Linked DNA regions of Mus musculus: all the other regions are linked to region 3. The links are chromatin contacts, called in public Hi-C and HiChIP or PLAC-seq maps. All regions are on one chromosome and are shown on one strand. Each heading gives the region's core, a stretch centred on a gene start, on an enhancer-like site or on the middle of the called end of the contact. The rest is flanking DNA. Distances are from core to core; before and after follow the strand shown.

Evidence for each region. Hi-C and Micro-C count contacts between places; a contact is called where the count stands out from the background. HiChIP or PLAC-seq counts read pairs in DNA pulled down with a chosen protein or histone mark.
Region 1: a contact with region 3 is called in an H3K4me3 HiChIP or PLAC-seq map of intestinal villus epithelium, with 7 read pairs. The contact joins the enhancer-like site here to the promoter of Osbpl6 in region 3. A contact is called at or near these places in 4 of 39 promoter capture datasets (the 3T3-L1 cell line, cranial neural crest, hippocampal neurons and 1 more), 10 of 484 Hi-C or Micro-C datasets (cerebellum, cerebral cortex, cortical neurons and 6 more), 12 of 115 datasets of contacts at active chromatin or transcription factors (astrocytes, embryonic forebrain, embryonic midbrain and 8 more) and 3 of 9 other capture datasets (adipose tissue, liver and pancreatic islet).
Region 2: a Hi-C map of muscle stem cells shows a contact between it and region 3, with 2.2 times the contacts expected there. The contact joins the enhancer-like site here to the promoter of Osbpl6 in region 3. A contact is called at or near these places in 6 of 39 promoter capture datasets (cranial neural crest, embryonic stem cells, maxillary cranial neural crest and 2 more), 3 of 484 Hi-C or Micro-C datasets (the HL-1 cell line, muscle stem cells and nephron progenitors), 22 of 115 datasets of contacts at active chromatin or transcription factors (T-cell acute lymphoblastic leukemia, craniofacial prominence, differentiating embryonic stem cells and 14 more) and 4 of 9 other capture datasets (adipose tissue, embryonic stem cells, liver and 1 more).
Region 4: a contact with region 3 is called in an H3K4me3 HiChIP or PLAC-seq map of intestinal crypt epithelium, with 5 read pairs. The contact joins the enhancer-like site here to the promoter of Osbpl6 in region 3. A contact is called at or near these places in 8 of 39 promoter capture datasets (cranial neural crest, embryonic stem cells, frontonasal cranial neural crest and 3 more), 1 of 15 datasets of contacts at CTCF or cohesin (pro-B cells), 13 of 484 Hi-C or Micro-C datasets (the C2C12 cell line, cerebellar granule neurons, cerebral cortex and 7 more), 30 of 115 datasets of contacts at active chromatin or transcription factors (VIP interneurons, cardiomyocytes, a colorectal cancer cell line and 19 more) and 3 of 9 other capture datasets (adipose tissue, liver and pancreatic islet).

What each region holds. Positions count from the first base shown.
Region 1 is chr2:76,540,516-76,544,456 of GRCm38.p6, reverse strand. All of the region lies in intron 5 of Osbpl6 (oxysterol binding protein-like 6), which reads right to left. Among named protein-coding and RNA genes, the nearest start is that of Prkra, 110 kb to the left of the region's middle. Within about 2 kb of position 1,351, at least 11 of the 459 cell types and tissues checked have an H3K27ac peak or open chromatin away from gene starts, as enhancers often do. A contact at or near this core is called in intestinal villus epithelium, where this site is marked.
Region 2 is chr2:76,590,827-76,594,890 of GRCm38.p6, reverse strand. It overlaps Osbpl6 (oxysterol binding protein-like 6), which reads right to left. Exons shown (of 27, transcript NM_001290733.1): 24 at 2,963-3,107; 25 at 1,425-1,551; 26 at 5-127. Among named protein-coding and RNA genes, the nearest start is that of Prkra, 55 kb to the left of the region's middle. Within about 2 kb of position 2,215, at least 6 of the 459 cell types and tissues checked have an H3K27ac peak or open chromatin away from gene starts, as enhancers often do. A contact at or near this core is called in muscle stem cells, where this site is marked.
Region 3 is chr2:76,404,317-76,407,994 of GRCm38.p6, reverse strand. Osbpl6 (oxysterol binding protein-like 6) reads right to left here and starts at 1,487. Exons shown (of 27, transcript NM_001290733.1): 1 at 1,306-1,487.
Region 4 is chr2:76,609,148-76,613,114 of GRCm38.p6, reverse strand. It overlaps a transcript of Prkra not described here. Among named protein-coding and RNA genes, the nearest start is that of Prkra, 37 kb to the left of the region's middle. Within about 2 kb of position 2,609, at least 42 of the 459 cell types and tissues checked have an H3K27ac peak or open chromatin away from gene starts, as enhancers often do. A contact at or near this core is called in intestinal crypt epithelium, intestinal villus epithelium and pancreatic cancer cells, where this site is marked.

The DNA of each region.
Region 1 (3,941 bases), core at 102-2,601, 140 kb before region 3:
AGACTTTGGCAGAGTGAGAACCGATAGAGGCTGTATCTCAGGATAGACCCAACCCTGCAGCCAGCAGGCTCTGAGGGGCTCAGGGAGGAGGTACCATTATCAGGTATGAATGTGGGACGTGGCTCTGGCAAGAGGACCGGAGCCACCATCTCTTTCTCCCCTTTCTCCTCACCCTAGAAGCTGCTTGCTTTGGGGCCAAGTCTCATCTATGTTAAATGAAACTATGGGTATCTAGGGTGGAATTTTCTCTTTTATCAGGAGATAAAATGTAGAGATCCAGCAGCAAGCAGGCATCCTACAAACCCAACCCCACCTCAGGAAAGAACTATCTCTTTATATCCACAGTCACTGCTGAGGAATGAGCTACGGATCTTATAGAAATGGCCTGTGTGTGTGTCTATTTGGCAATATTACTCTTTCAAGTATATGCAATAGCTCACAATGTGGCTTTCTGCTTGAAGATAATTCTGCCAGAAACTGACTGATCTAAGCTACGTGTGGTGGCTCACGACACCTTTACTCCTAGCACTTGGGAGGCAGAGGCTGGTGGATCTTTGTGAGTTCCAGGCCAGTCTCTTCTACATAGCAAGTTCTAGGCAGGATAGAGCCACACAGAGAGAACTTGTCTCAAAAAAAATCACATTATTAATGCTACAATTGATATGTTACTTAAATATAAGAATATTTCTGATAATACAGCTTCAGGCTCTATAGACTATCATGGCTTTTGACTGATACGAGCACACATGTCACTGTCACATGACCCCAAGGAGCACATGAAGGATTTGGCATTCCTTCTTAATATGGGGTTGCAACTCAGGAGTAGAACCCCACTTATGGACAATGTAAAGACCATATAAGAACATAGTAAGTTCTGACACATACCAACAAGGACCTCTGGTTTTCCGCTCTCATCAGGATAGTAACTACTCCATAAAAATGATAGGCATAACTAGGAAATTAAGAGAGAGCAACTTCTCACTGTGTGTAAATATAGTCACTGGACGTCTGTTCTCAGTTACATGTGAGTTGTATTTAAAGATATGTTTATCTACATCCTATTTAAAAGGGTAGATATGCCTCCCTTGCTGCTCCCCGCCCATGAAGAATCTCTATATAACATAAAATGGAACCATTTAGTAACATGTACAACTTTTCTCCCTTCCTAATTGAAGTCTGGGAAAACACAAACTCATCTCTCTGTAGCTAACACTTCCTACTTCTGTTAGGGTGGTTTTCTTTCCTTTCGGGGAGAGAAGAAGAACTGGAGAACGGGAGAGATGTACGGCAGAACAGGCCAAAGGTTAAAGTCTGTCTCCAAAGGGAAGTGCTGCACTCCAAACTACCAGTGCCATTTACTCCGATGCAATACTCCTGTGTCCAGTGAAAGAGACAGCACGGAATCCTGACTCAGTTCTAACAATTAGATAGGCTCTCAGGCTGACAAAGGGGCAAAGGATAAAAGCATGGCAAATAATAGCTCCACCTATTTCAATTATAAATGCTGATGGATGATAAGGTTGCAAATAAAATATGTAGGAAAGGAAAGAACCCATCCCCACACGAGACAGAACCTTCTGCATTCTGTTTTCCATGACACTAAAATTCCTCCTTCTTGCTTAGAGAACTAGGTAGGTCGTAAGAAAATTAAAATCACTTCCTAAAATTCAAAGAGTGCATTTTTCCCTGAAATTCCCATCCGTATTTATTTTCAACTCAGGAGTTTCTGCTCTTCCTAGGTCTACTTAAAACAGAAATATAAACAAGAGCCCTAAAGACATCATGTCGGTACTTGACCAACATCAGCGCTCTTAACTGCTGAGCCATCTCCCCAGCTACCTGCTAAATTATAGTTTAATAATTCTCTTATAGCTGAATAATTCTTCCCTTTCCATGGACTAGAAGTCTACTCCTGCCTGAGGGGATAAACTTTGTATCTTGTAATGCCTTTAAAATATAAAAAGTGCAAGATAGTCTATGGGTGGGTAGGTTAGGTAAAAATGCCTAAGAACAGCAAAGAATTTAAATAAATCCTAAACCAAGGCAACGCCTTGTTCAAAGTCCTCCTACCAACCAGCACGTAGAAAGCCTGTATTCCACAGAATGGTCTGAAATGGTGAGATGCAGTGGTACTTGGGTGGATACACGGACTCATTTTATGAGACCCCAAGATTTTTCCACATCTACTAATGTAAAAACAAAAAGTCTATTAGTCCCTTATCAGGATTTAAATGGGAAGCAACAGAAGCAATGGGGTAGCGAATGCTGTCGGGATTCCTAGCCAGAACGCTCTGTTGGGTCACTAGGCCTACACTTCAGCTTTTGTGAGCCGGCAAGCTGTAGGGAGCAGATTAGACCTGTATGCTGGGAGCCTATGGAAAAAGAGGAAGTCAGTACCCACTCTAACAATCTAGAGGCCGGCCGAGACAATGCATGACACAAAATAAGTGTTCGGTAAATGTTCCCCATTCTGTAACCGGTGTTGTCGATCTCTGCTTCACCTCTAAAGTCCAGTGGTACCCACACCAAGTGGCCATCATACTCTCATCTATGTATTGTTTCATCTTTTCACTAGCTACAGAGGATAGATGCTTCAAAGGGATATGTCAATTATATTGACCAAGTATGTAGTATCCATTTATTGTTCAAATGGAGGTCTGTACTTTTTCCTTTCTATTTTTAAAAGATTTCGGTTTTATTTATTTATTCACTTATCTTTTAGTATGGAGTAGAGCTTATTTAGGGCATGGAGAGCGTTGTTGAGGAGGAAGTAGAGACAGAGAGAGGGAGGGAGGGAGGGAGGGAGGGAGGGAGGGAGGGAGGGAGGGAGGGAGGGAGAGAGAGAGAGAAAGAGGAGAGTGAGAGACCAGCCATGAACACGTGGGGGAAGAGGAATGGGCAGAGAAAGGACAGAGAGAGAAGAGGGTAAGAGAGTAAGATATTGTTTTTATTTTTAATTGCATGTGCGCATGCCACTTATATGTAGGTGTCCAGAGATGTTTACATGATCGCCTGGAGCTGGAATTACAGGCAGTTGTCTTCTGTAAGAGTAGCCAGCGCTCTTAACTCTTAGGCCATCTCTCCAGCTACCCTCTAAATTATTTTATAGTTTAATAATTCTTTTCCTCTACTCCTGCCTGACAGAATAAATTCTGTAGCTTATGACATCTTTAAGTTATAAAACATACAAGCATACATGTAATAGTAATAGGGAAGTATAGGCGCTTGTTCTTTTCTTAAGTTTATGCTTTATATAGGAACACAAGGGTTAGGATCACACATTTAAAACTATAAGCTTCTTTAGGAAATATAGATGTTTTTATGTGAATCTGAACTCTGCATGTCTCTCTTCTCAGTTTTCCCATCTGGGGACTAGCTCACTGACCCCACTAAATATATCGGGGGGTAGGGATGAGTAGGGGTCCATCTTCTTGAAGAACTTTTGTATTTCAGACACACGTAAATTTGGATGCTTCCCATGTCTCAGGGAGAAGAGGCTGAAGAGGAAGGGACTCTGGCTTCCATGATGCAGAAAGTGTCTTAGTCTGTACTGCTCTTCTGGAGTCACTGCTGGAAGGTAGACAGTAGATGGAAACCAGAAGTCACAATGTGTGATGGCCACTTGGTGTGGGTACCTCTGGGCCTTAGTGCTGAGGCAGAGATGGACAGTCCAGGTTACAGAATGAGGCACATCTACCTTGTATTTCCTCCTGCCAAATAATAGCTCTTTTGTCTTAGGGCAAACTGCTATCTCTGAGTCTCCAGATTCACTAAACGTAATAAATGCATATATGTCAGTGAACATCTTATGAAAAGTGTATTAAATGTGATGATGTATGCAATATTCTGTACAGTGCCTAGTATTCAGGACACAGCAATAATAAAATTGCTGGACCCCATGTGTGTGTGGTTTTTGTTTAATTTCCCCACATTAATTTGTC
Region 2 (4,064 bases), core at 966-3,465, 190 kb before region 3:
TTACTTAAAAAATTTTGGTATATGTTCAAGGTTGTTTTCCTCCATGTAGCGTCTTCGCGATCTTTGGAGTTCCTCAACTCTTTGTTTCTCTGCGGCTGCGGCTTCTAGGTTCCCTTCTTCCAAAAACCTAGGCAGAATACAGTTGATATTCCAATGTTAGCTCCTTTTAAAAAAAATACTGGCATAGCATTACCTGCTGGTTACTGAGAATATAAAATCCTGAACTGTGGTTACATTACTGATGGTCCTTCATGTCTGTCCCAGGCCATGTGTTCTCAATCTGTACATCAGTTACTATAGTTTCTGTGTATGTGGACTGAGTTACTCCATTGGGAATACAATGGAATGGGAACCGGTGACAGGTTTGGCCCTGAGCACTTCTCTGTGTTATCTGGATGTGATGTGTGTCTGGCTATGTGATGGCTGGATGGTGACTGGTTGTCCTCTATTGAGACATCAAATTGAGAGCAAGGAGTCTTCCTCTTTTACCAGGAGTGTCAGATAGATGAAAAAGAAGGTCAAGAGAACCAGTGATTTGTAAATGTTTACATCTGTGGATGGGATGCGGCACTGTGGTAGGGAGGAGACTGTTTATTAGCTAATAAACACAGGCTCTTTGTTGGGTTGCCACATATGTGCACGTGCACACACACACACACACACACATGTGCACACATGGATGCATGGATGCACCTTTACATTTCGAAACAAGAACACATAGTAGTGCATAATATAATATATACTGTAAAAAGTTAATTGATGAAATTAAATGTCAATCAGTGTGATACACATTCTGGGAATAACATACACTGCATTTTTTAGTACACATATGGAATCATATGTAGGACAGAACGTCCTGAAAGCCATGCCAAGAGCATTTTAGGAGGGAAACTGCTCACACACATGGGAAACAGGGAGCTGATCTTGGATGGAATGCAGATGGCAGACAAAATTTTAGGGGAACAAAATGGATTCTGTAGAAGTGGAGGACATCATGGATCATATAAAAACAACAAAACCTGAATTCGGTGGTTTAAGTACAATCCCACACTTCTGGGACCAATATATTTTGAGGAAGCTCCAGACCCCTGGCCTTCTCGATCTTCAGTTTAAACGACACTTCATGTTACAGGGCAGGGTGTGTAAGGAGGGTATAAGGGTATGTAAGGAGGAGCAAGTCTGACATTTGGTAAAAATGGAGGAAGCTTTGTGCCCAATATAACTGGCCATTTAAATAAGCTTCTGTTTTAACGACCCTACAGATGCTGTTTTGCCAAGATTTGGAAACTCAGGTATTTCTGGGTGCATAAGGGGATGAACGAATGCAGAAAGGAGCAAACAAGTGATGTTGTACATAGTCCAGATGACCTCTGACACCTGTGTTGTTATCTAGGATACCGCAGAAACTCTGCAGGTGCCCTGACCTTTGATCTGGCCGGAATCGGGCATCTGTGGGGGGAAGGAGGTCCTTCAGGACGGGGTCCAACTCATTGAGCTCCACAGCAAATCTTGTAAAGCCATAGTAGAGCTCATAGTTGGTTGGCAGAGAACCTGGAGGGAGACAGAGAACAGCTGTGAGAAGGAAAGGCTGAGAGTGAGGGACTGAGCCAACATCGTCAGGAAGAGCTCTGAAAGAGGGCCCAGGTCTGTCCTTATGAACATAACACCGTGCTTTCCTTTTGAGTCATTAAACGGATTCTGTTTTGCTGGGTGAAATGGTTTATGTTGGTGGCTAGCACTGAAAGACTAGCATATTTTATAAAGCCCAGCCTTTAAATAAAACCTTATATTATAGTCATAGCCTACATTCACTGAACTCGGTAACTTTACAAAGACCATGCTGGTTAACTATAAACATTAATATTTCACCAGAAACATCTGCCATGTATATCCTCCTTACAAAGATGCAGTCATAAATGAATATTACTAGTATTTCTTTAGAACGTTTAAAAACTATTTTTAACATTGTGTGTGTGTGTGTGTGTGTGTGTGTGTGTGTGTATCTCACTTTTCTGTCAGGCTAGTCTTGAATTTCCTGGAGTCTAACAATTCTCCAATTTAGTACTTGTCTCTCCCAAGTACCAGGGCTGCAGGCATGACCATCACACCTAGCAGTGAAGTAAGACTGCACTTGATGCCCGGCACCTCACTTCTTTGAGGAAGTACCCAACCACTGACTAACACCCCAACCTCTTACTGGTGCTTGTTAGTAAATTCCAGGAATATTTGTCTGGTTTGCTTACTGAAGTATTCCAGCCACCTAGAACAAGGCTGCTGCACGCTCAGTATTCAGTAATTAGTCACTAAGAATGCATTAATTACACTACCAGAAGAAAGTCTATAAGTATGCAGTATTGCCCGTTAGGAAACCAATAACTAAGTTGGAGGTTGCCTGACAAATTCCAATGAAAATAAATGCTCCCTGGCAAAATTTTTCCCACTCATACTTGATACTCAGTTACATGCTAATCTACTGCCTGGCTCTGCCAATGTCCTTTATTAAGTGCCAGCATGCCACAGTTCTGCTGCTCAAGTGAAAAAGATCACTCACGGTGGCAAGTTTCTGCATTGGCAGATTAAAGATGCTACATTTCCTTTGTTTTATTTAAAAAGTAAACACATATGAGGGCTTGCTTATGCATCTCAGTTATATTTATTTATCTATCTTTATTTAGTGCACCTAGTGTTTGCATGTATGTATTATGTTTAAAGCAACTTCCCATGGCAGATTTCAACAGGTCACTCTACTTCATGTCAGTGATTCCGCCTGTCGTTTAATAATCAAGTATCCAGTCATGGATTATACATATCACTTCTTTGTTGAGTATAAATGTAACGGCAAGTGCCTTGAGCATTTACATTTCGGATGTCTCTAGTAGACAGAAATGCAAGGCAAACTCCATGGTATGCCCCAGTGTTCCCTCCCCACAGCCTCCCGACCAGGAAGCTCAGGTGGTCTCACCTGGTCTCCAGATGCACTTTGCCGAGGGGGCCACCCCGCAGTAGAGTCCTTCGTGCCATTTCCCAAACAGCCGGTGCACCACCTTCCCCTCCTGGTCTATCACCACCCCCTGGACTTCATTCACGTTGGAGTTCCAGTAATTCACCTGGAAAACAATCAGCCCAACCTGTCCTCTCCATAGAACAACGTTCTTCCCCTTGGGATGTGGTTCAGCACGTTCTGTCAATATGGAAGGCTGCCCTTCTGGCTCTCTGTCTTAGCAGAGCCTCACTAAGGACGCTTCATCTGGCCAGGAATTTACTGTGTAGCCCAGCTGACACAAAACTCACAACCCTACCTCAGACAAGAGTGCTGAGCTTAGAGGTGTGCTATCATAGCTGGTTAGACTGATTTCTATGAAACGGGTAGTCACGGGGCTGGGAGTGTAGTATGAGCACTGGCTTCCCATGGGCAAGGCCATGGATTTGATTCTTAGTGCCATAAAAACCAAACCAAACCAAACCTGCTTCATGCCACGGCATGAGAGACGGCCATTATCTAGCTCCAGATCAGTTGTTAGCTGAAGAACCCAATATTAGCTCATGGGTTCATTATTTTTCTCTTCAGACTTTCTCCCTTTGCTCATGGCTCTTAATGAACCTCAATGGGGCACAATATCAAAATAATTGGTAAGCCAGTAATATACTTATATGAACATGGATATGGTGTTGTATATTTTACCTCGGAGCAGTGTTAACTGGAAAAATGGTGTTCCATGGGCATTTTTGTCCCTAACCCTTTTTCTAGGTAACAAAGGTAATGCTTTCTTTTGGCTCAATTTGGATTGCTTCAGGAAAGGGTTAGGTGGGTTTGGAATGACTGGCAGCTATTTTAGAATGAGCTCGATAAATAAGATCACCTAAATATATTCTGTCATCATCAGGCAGTAATGGATGCTCGGGGACTCAGTATAGGAATGGAATATGGTCTAGAATTTTCCTGAGTGTACTGGGTGACTATGTAAACACAAGATTTTGAAAATAAACTCGGGGCTGGAGAGATGGCTCAGTGGGTAAGAGCACTGACTGCTCTTCCAAAGGTCATGAGTTCAAATCCCAGCAAC
Region 3 (3,678 bases), core at 238-2,737:
GGGTGGAGAAGGAATATATAGATATGTATGCAAAAACTTAAAAGGAGGAAAACAAAGTTGAATAGTTTTAAGATGGAAGATTTAATTTTCCTTTGAAGTATACATTTCTTAAGTCTGTGACATAACTATTAATTAGTATGTATTTTAATATAAGAAAATATGTTCAAAATATTATTTTGTTAGGAGAAATTGCAATCGAATATATGACTTATTAAATCTTGCCGAAGGACTCCAAACTGGAAATTCTTTTTTTAAAAAAGCCTTATAGGACTTTCTGTCCAGAAGCGAGAAACAATTTGGCAACCCGGTGTTCCGTTTAGTTTCAGTCATTTGCTTCATGTCCATTATGTAATGCTTTCCCCAGCTTTTAGGTCTCTAGTTTCACCAACCTTTCAGGTAGATCACAGAATCGTCACAGAATCAGTATCTGGTCATAACTTTTAAAAGCAGCTTAAGACGTGGCTTACGGTGCGTCTGCAAACGGTAGAGGCTTTTAGAAATCTGCGGGTGTCATTCGTTCTCCGCAGCTTCCTCCCCAGGTTTCCCATCCCTCCTCCCCCAGCGTCCCCGGCGACTCGATCTGCGGGCAGCTCCAAGCTCGACGCAGGGGAAGCACGTCCTGACTGCAATGCAAACCCTGTCCCGGTCTGAACCGGAGAAGGGAGCTCGGGCGATGAGCGTGGACGCAGGCTGCAGGGAGGGCTGCAGGGACGCCAGCCGGGGGTAGCAAGGAGTGCTCGCGAGGACAGTCCGCAGTGCACGCGCACAACCAAACCCGATGCACAACTTGCCCGGCCACTGCCCGCGGCTCCCGGATTCCCTGAAAGGTGCAGCGTAGGCGTCAGCTCTCGTAGGCGCGGGCGCTCTCACCCGCACCGGTTCGGTTCTCCGCTGACAATTACATCAGTCCTCCCGGCCCCGACTTCCATTCCCAACCAGTCGGCCCTGGGGTGCGGGCATCGGGGATGAAGAACTGCCGCGGGGGGCGGAGAAGGGGGGCAGAGGGGAATGCGTGTAAAAGGAAGCCGGATTCCCCGGCAGCCGCGGGAAGGGAAGGCGGGCGGTGAGCGGGGACCGTGACACCGGTACCCCCTCCCACTCTGACCGCACCGGGGACCGATTTGGCCATCCTCGCTTCCGCGCTACCCAGCTGGGGTGCCTCTGGAGACAGCGATGCCTTGGGGGCCTGGGGCTGCGGCTGCCCACTCGGGTATCGCCAGGGTCCTCGGCCCTCTGGACGCGCACAATGCCCCCGGGCCGCGCGGCAAGCACCGCGTATCCACCCCGCGGCGGAGAGACACTTACCTGCAGGGCGAGCGGTAGGTCGCGGTGGGAGATGGCCCGTGCTATCTGCCCGGCGCGCAGGCTGGAGGAGGCTCCGGAGGCGCGGAGGACGGGCGCCGCCTGTGCCGAGCTGTGGTCTCCAGCGCGGACAGCGGCGGCCGCGCGGCGCCTCCAGTGGTCCTCCGCGCCGCAGCCCCTCCTCTCCCACGGGCGGGGCGCGCTGGCGGGGCGGCGCTCCGGGCTCCCCGCCCCCGGCTCCGGAACACCCGCCAGCCCCGATCGTTCCCGCGGGCTCCATGGTGTCCCGCTCTGCTCCCACCGCGCCCCCTTCGTGCGGGATCCAGCGCCCATCTGGTCCCTGCCTGGCGTCCACGGGAATCCGTGGGGTACCAAGATCAGTCATCCGAAAGACCCTGCCCGGGAGAGATAGGCCCCCCGCGTGTCCAGTCCTGCAGCGGCGGGAGCGCTGGGCTGGAAAAAAGAGGCCGGGAATGACTGCAGCGCTCCGGCCATGGAGCGGTGGGAGAGGGCTTCACCGGAGAACTGCAGCCTGGTGGCCTCCGCTCTGCGAGACCAAGCCCCTGGCCCTCGGCGCCCTTCGGAGGCCTCATTCAATAAATAAACAATATGTTTAGGCTTTCTGCCCTGCGAACTCTCAGTCCGGGAGAGACACTTGGACTGTGTGGAAGGAAGGACCAATGGCTTTAAAGTCCCTGGCAAAGCCCCGCAGTGTCCACGCAGCTTCCTTACACCCTTCCCACCCAGCAACTTCCATGCTAAAGCTATTCCTGGCATGCGTCCAAGACCAGATTGATCTAAAGGCAAATTTGCACGGAGGGAGGGGGGTACTTTAAATATTTGCACAGACGTTTCTTCTGTAAAGGGATAACTGAAGAATGTCCCTGTATCAAGACGTCTCTGTCATCAACAACTTCAAGGGGACAAATCTAGAGAACTGGGCCAAACAGGGACTCTTGGAGCGCTCTAGCTGTTTTGAATTGGGTGGAGGAAGGGGTTCCTTTAAAATCTGATGATCTGCCGCCTACTGAGATAGTCCTCATGGCATTTCCCAGTTGTCAGTGCTGATACAATGCTGGTGTGCTCTGACATAGCTCTGAGCATTCTTGCCTACATATCATTTCTCTTGAGTCTCCTTCTTACATGTGGGATTAACTTCTTCCATCTTGAATAAGGATCATCTTAAAATAACAAATGCTAGACCTTGTGACACATGGCAGTCTCACCCCAGTTTCCTCCCTGTGGAAACAGTCTCTACAAGGGAGCCATTATGTCGCTCAACTTCACTCTGTTATAGCTCCTTTTCCATCTGGGTCCCAGTGTGGCGGCAACTACTAAAACAGCTTTCACACACAAAAGTAGGCATACGTGAAAAATACCAGACAGTGAAAGGAGACCAGAGAACTCTTAGTCTTTATCTAAAAAAGGTCCTCTCAAAATTTTTCACATAACCCCTATTAGCAGAATCATAAACTACCCAGGGATATAGGAACTACCCAGACCCACACCTCACAATTTATTGTAAGAAAGCATGTATGCTTGCTATTCTCTTCCATAGCATTATTTGGAAGACAGATTTTGTACATCAGAGGGAAACATCTCCTCCTGCCTGTCTTACAGACAAATGGTCTAACGAAGATGTAATGGTGGGTGGATATCTGGGACAAATGGGTGGATTAAAGAGAGCTGGGTGTGTGTATAGAGCTGCATAGCAAAGACAGTTTCACCACTCTGGCTGTGTATCACAATATTTAGAAAACTCACCCTGGCAGAGATGTGTAAGTCGGAGTAACGGGCTTTTCCTTGTTCTCCAGCTATAGCAGTGTTTTTATTGCTCTGAAAAGTGCCAGGGGGGCAGCAGAGTTTTCTTTACATGTATATTCTTGTGAAAGCATAAGTCACAAGTCAGATGTTAGCTAAAAGGATCTCTGCTTCTGTAATCCATCCCTTTTATTTGTCTCAGAGAGGGACTTTTTCTGTGAAGAAAGATAAGGAGGCTCTTAAATGACCAGTGCTATTAATCCTATAATTCCATTACATGCAAATGAACTGAGCCGCATTTGAATAACCATAGTCCCACCATCAATTAATCTGCTCACACGTGCTCACACCTCTGCTTTCATTGCAGGTTTCTATCGGGTGCTATTTTGGCTGAGTTTACTTAAAAGGCTGAAATGCTTGCTAGTGCTTCACTGAAAGATGCAGTCCCAAGGCATCCTGTATGGAGAAGTGGTGAAGGGAAAGGCAAGCTGAGAGACAGACCAGATGTTTGACTAGTGAGTTATCTGGCCCTTCGGAATACACCAGAGAAAGAACTCCCGCAGCTTGTCATCAAAATGTTTGGGCTGGATTGTTCTTCGGACTACTTGGTGATGC
Region 4 (3,967 bases), core at 1,360-3,859, 200 kb before region 3:
TTGAATTTATTTTTCTGTTTGTGGCCTGGGACAACTTACTTAGTTCTCCTGAACCTGAACTTTTTGTAACTCGGTCTTAATCCATTTTTATTGCTGTCATATACGCTGAGCTGTGTATGTTTCTTCTTACAGTACTAGACTGTGTGTTTAAAGTGTATGGTGTTGAGGTTTTCAATGAGTCTTTGTCGTATAAATAGTGAGTGCTCTTAACTGGGACATGATGCTTGGGAAGTGGAAAGAGTAGACAGTCTAATTGTTGTTCTCATGGTGGGCACTCAAGTGGCTTCAGAAGGATGTCATGGTTTTAATGTTTTGAACGGTTAATAAAAAAATGTACTTTTAACTTCTTGATTAGGGCCTAGATGTCCTTGCTTTTAACTGTATTCTAGAAAGTCCTCTATGACATGAAACCTACTCATCTTTGGTAAACCCAGGCATTGGGTCTTTTAGAGAGCATTTTTGCATGGCCAGTGGGAAAATGTGTAGTTTTTGCTGGTTAGCTGTCCTCAAATGAAAAGATCTTCCTTTAGTCTCCTTTATAACTAACCTGAAGGGAGAGTCCTGCTCAGAAACAGGCAGCTAAGAATATGCCTTCCAGAATCAATCCTTACAATGGAGAATTTGGTATTTGAATCAGAGCTTGAAGAACCACACAAACCAGACATCACTTCTAACCCCTGGTGAGCTTTCCTAGCACTGCAAGTTGCTCTATGGGATTCTGGGAGGGAAAGGGTTATCAGCAGTCTTACCCAATGGGGAACTCTGTGTGTGTGCTACAGTGACAGGCAGCAGCATGGCAAGATACGTCCCGAGGTATAATAACGTCCTGTGTGTTATAGGGATGTCCATCAGGTTTCTGGCTATATTTAAGGCCTACTCTGCAGGAGGAAACATATGCCTGGTAGTGTAAATCTGGCCAAGAACCAAAGATCCTTTCTTTAAGGGTGTGGCCCCAGATAGGTCCACCACATTCCAGTGAGCTGCCTCACACCCATGTATATAAGCAGTACAGATTGGACTCAGTGATTTATAGAAAAACAAAGACAGGGGTAATACAATCAAATTACATGTAGATACAAATAAAATTATCAAAGAACTGATACAAATATTCTGTTAAAAAAAATCAAGCCAGGCGTGGCACCACATGCCTTTAATCCCAGCACTTGGGAGGCAGAGGCAGGCTAATTACTGAGTTCAAGGCCAGGCTGGTCTACAAAGTGAGTTCCAGGACAGCCAGGGCTATACAGAGAAACCCTGTCTTGAAAAACAGAAAAAAAAAAAAAAAAAGAAAGAAAGAAAGAAAGAAAGAAAGAAAGAAAGAAAGAAAGAAAAGAGAAATTAACTCAAATTTATCATCAGAATCCTGTGTATTGGAGTTAGGTGGCCAACAGAAAAATTGGGAACTATTAAAATACAGAGAAACCCTGTCTCAAAAAAAAAACAAACAAACAAAAAAACCGAACAAACAAACAAACAAAAAATCAATGGGCTGGAGAGATGGTTTAGTGGTTAAGAGCACTGACTGCTCTTCCAGAGGTCCTGAGTTCAATTCCCAGCAACCACATGGTGGCTCACAACCATCTGTAATGGGATCTGATGCCCTCTTCTGGTATGTCTGAAGACAGCTACAGTGTATTCATATAAATAAAATAAATAAATCTTTTTTTAAAAAATCAATGCATATGGCAAGTTGTAAAAAGAAATTAGCTCGCCAGGTGGTGGTGGCACACGCGTTTAATCCCAGTACTTGGGAGGCAGAGACAGGCAGATTACTGAGTTCGAGGCCAGCCTGGTCTACGAAAGAAAGAAAGAAAGAAAGAAGAGAAACTAACTCAAATTTATCATCAGAATCCTCTGTATTGGAGTTAGGTGGCCAGCAGAAAAATTGGGAACTATTAAAATCAGAATGTTGCTATTTGTGAAATGCTGGGGCCTCATGCAGACTTTTGTGACTCGGAGTGCAGAAACTACTATTTTTCTGAGGAGCAGGGTGGACCCGTGACTTGAGATTTGTAAGGGAAAATCTGACATGGAAATCAGTATCAGCTACAGGCAATGCTATCAACTCTGCTTTCAGGGCGTGACCTAAGCAGCACGTGAAGGGGCTCTGGGCTAGATCTCATGGCTCGCTCTTCTGGAATGAGGAATTTGACAGACAGGGAGCTTAGCGCTGGGGACTCTGTTCAACAAGAGGGTAAGGCCAAGGCTCTGTGCCAACAGGAGAGTTTGTTAATTCAACTTCCTTTAAAGGCTTATAAATTGTAACGATCTTGTTTGGATGACTCAGTCCTGCTGGGACCCAGCTTGTGAGAATCTTTCTGATCAAAGTTCCTCTTTCAGGCAGGCAGTGGCTGACCAGGCTATCATCTGTGTTCAGAAAGTTCTGTTATCTTTCTCCAAGGGATTGGATTGCCCGTCTGTAATTTTCTTTATACAACAAGCATAATCGCTATAAAATATGTCTTGATTTTCAGTAATCAGAGATTCATAGGAAATTGCACAGGTAGAATGTAGAGGCCCCTCATACCGTTCAGCTAGACTCTCTCAGTGCAGCACCTTAGGTAAATACAAATAAGGACCGCCACCATTTTTATGTCTATGACTAAGTAGCAAACTCAACTGTTGTGCAACTGAGCTCCAGAACCCATTTCTCTTGCAAAACTTCAACTCTGTCTATTAGACACCATCTCCCCATTCTCTGCAAGGCTAGTCCTTGAATCTCCCGTTCCTCTTGGGGTTTTGCTAGTTTAGTTATCTCATATAAATGGAAATGTGCAGTGTTTATCTATTTTTAAGGTTTAAGGTTTTAAGGTTTTGTTTTGTTTTGTTTATGTATGAGTGTTTATCTGGGCATATGCATGTGCTAGAGAGGGCTCCAGATCCACTGGAATTATAGACAACTATGAGCCACTGTGTGGGTTCAAACAGTAGGCCCCAGATAATTAAAATTTCTCTCAGGACTCCTATCAAAAGCCTGGAGCTAGCTAGAAAAAGAACTGTGAGATTTCATACAGTTTTGACATGGTGTCAAAACTTAGTGACAGGCACCACCACAGCTTGACCTGGACTGCTCAGCTCTTGCCTTCTGCTTAAACCTAACCCTTTTGTCAGTAAACTCAAAGTAGACTTGGGGAATGACTAGACCTCTGTTCATCATTCTTTCCAGTATGGCCGCAATGAATACATTTGTTCTGCTTTTCTCTCTTTTCCTCATCTAGGTCAATTGTGGATGGGTGGCCAAGCCTCAATTGGACCGACCAGAACCCAAGATTTTGTCTTAAACTCCTGATAATAATGACAGTGGACATTTGATCCACAACTTCAGTAGCAGTTACCCAAGGAAGCTATCTCAACCCTCTGCAGCAGTCAGCCATAATTGCTAACCACTAACTCAGCTGCTACATTCCCTGTTTCCTGCTCCTCTTCCAATGAAGGATCGACAGGGAAAGTCAAATTTTCTCCTCAAATCAAATATATTGGCATGCCTTGCCTTTAGTTAGTTTGCTTGAGTTTCTACCAATGGGCGAGAAGGACGCCATTTTTCCTGTAATAGACATTGTCACCAATGGCCTCTGTTCTCATTTGAGGACCTTCCCTTGTCTCCACTTGACTTCACTGTTCACCTGGTGATGTTGCCAATAGTGGTTGGTAAAAGTTGATACACATTTTTGCATGAATTGTGTATTCTTCATTGATTTTTGTGAGAAACACATTCAGCACTTAACTGTTTATTGTGTATGTACTTTTTTGTTTTGTTTTTTAGATAAAGTCTCACTCACTTTTTATGAACTAATTATGTAGACCAGGCTGGCCTCCAACTCAAAGAGATCCTCCTGCTTCTGCCTCCCAAGTATGTAGTTAACGGCATGCCTGGAACATAAATGCTCCTTATAAAGCTAACTTGTTAAGGGTGAATATTTTTAACTGGCAAACTAGAAAATGACCCATATGCTTTAGCCATTTTCCT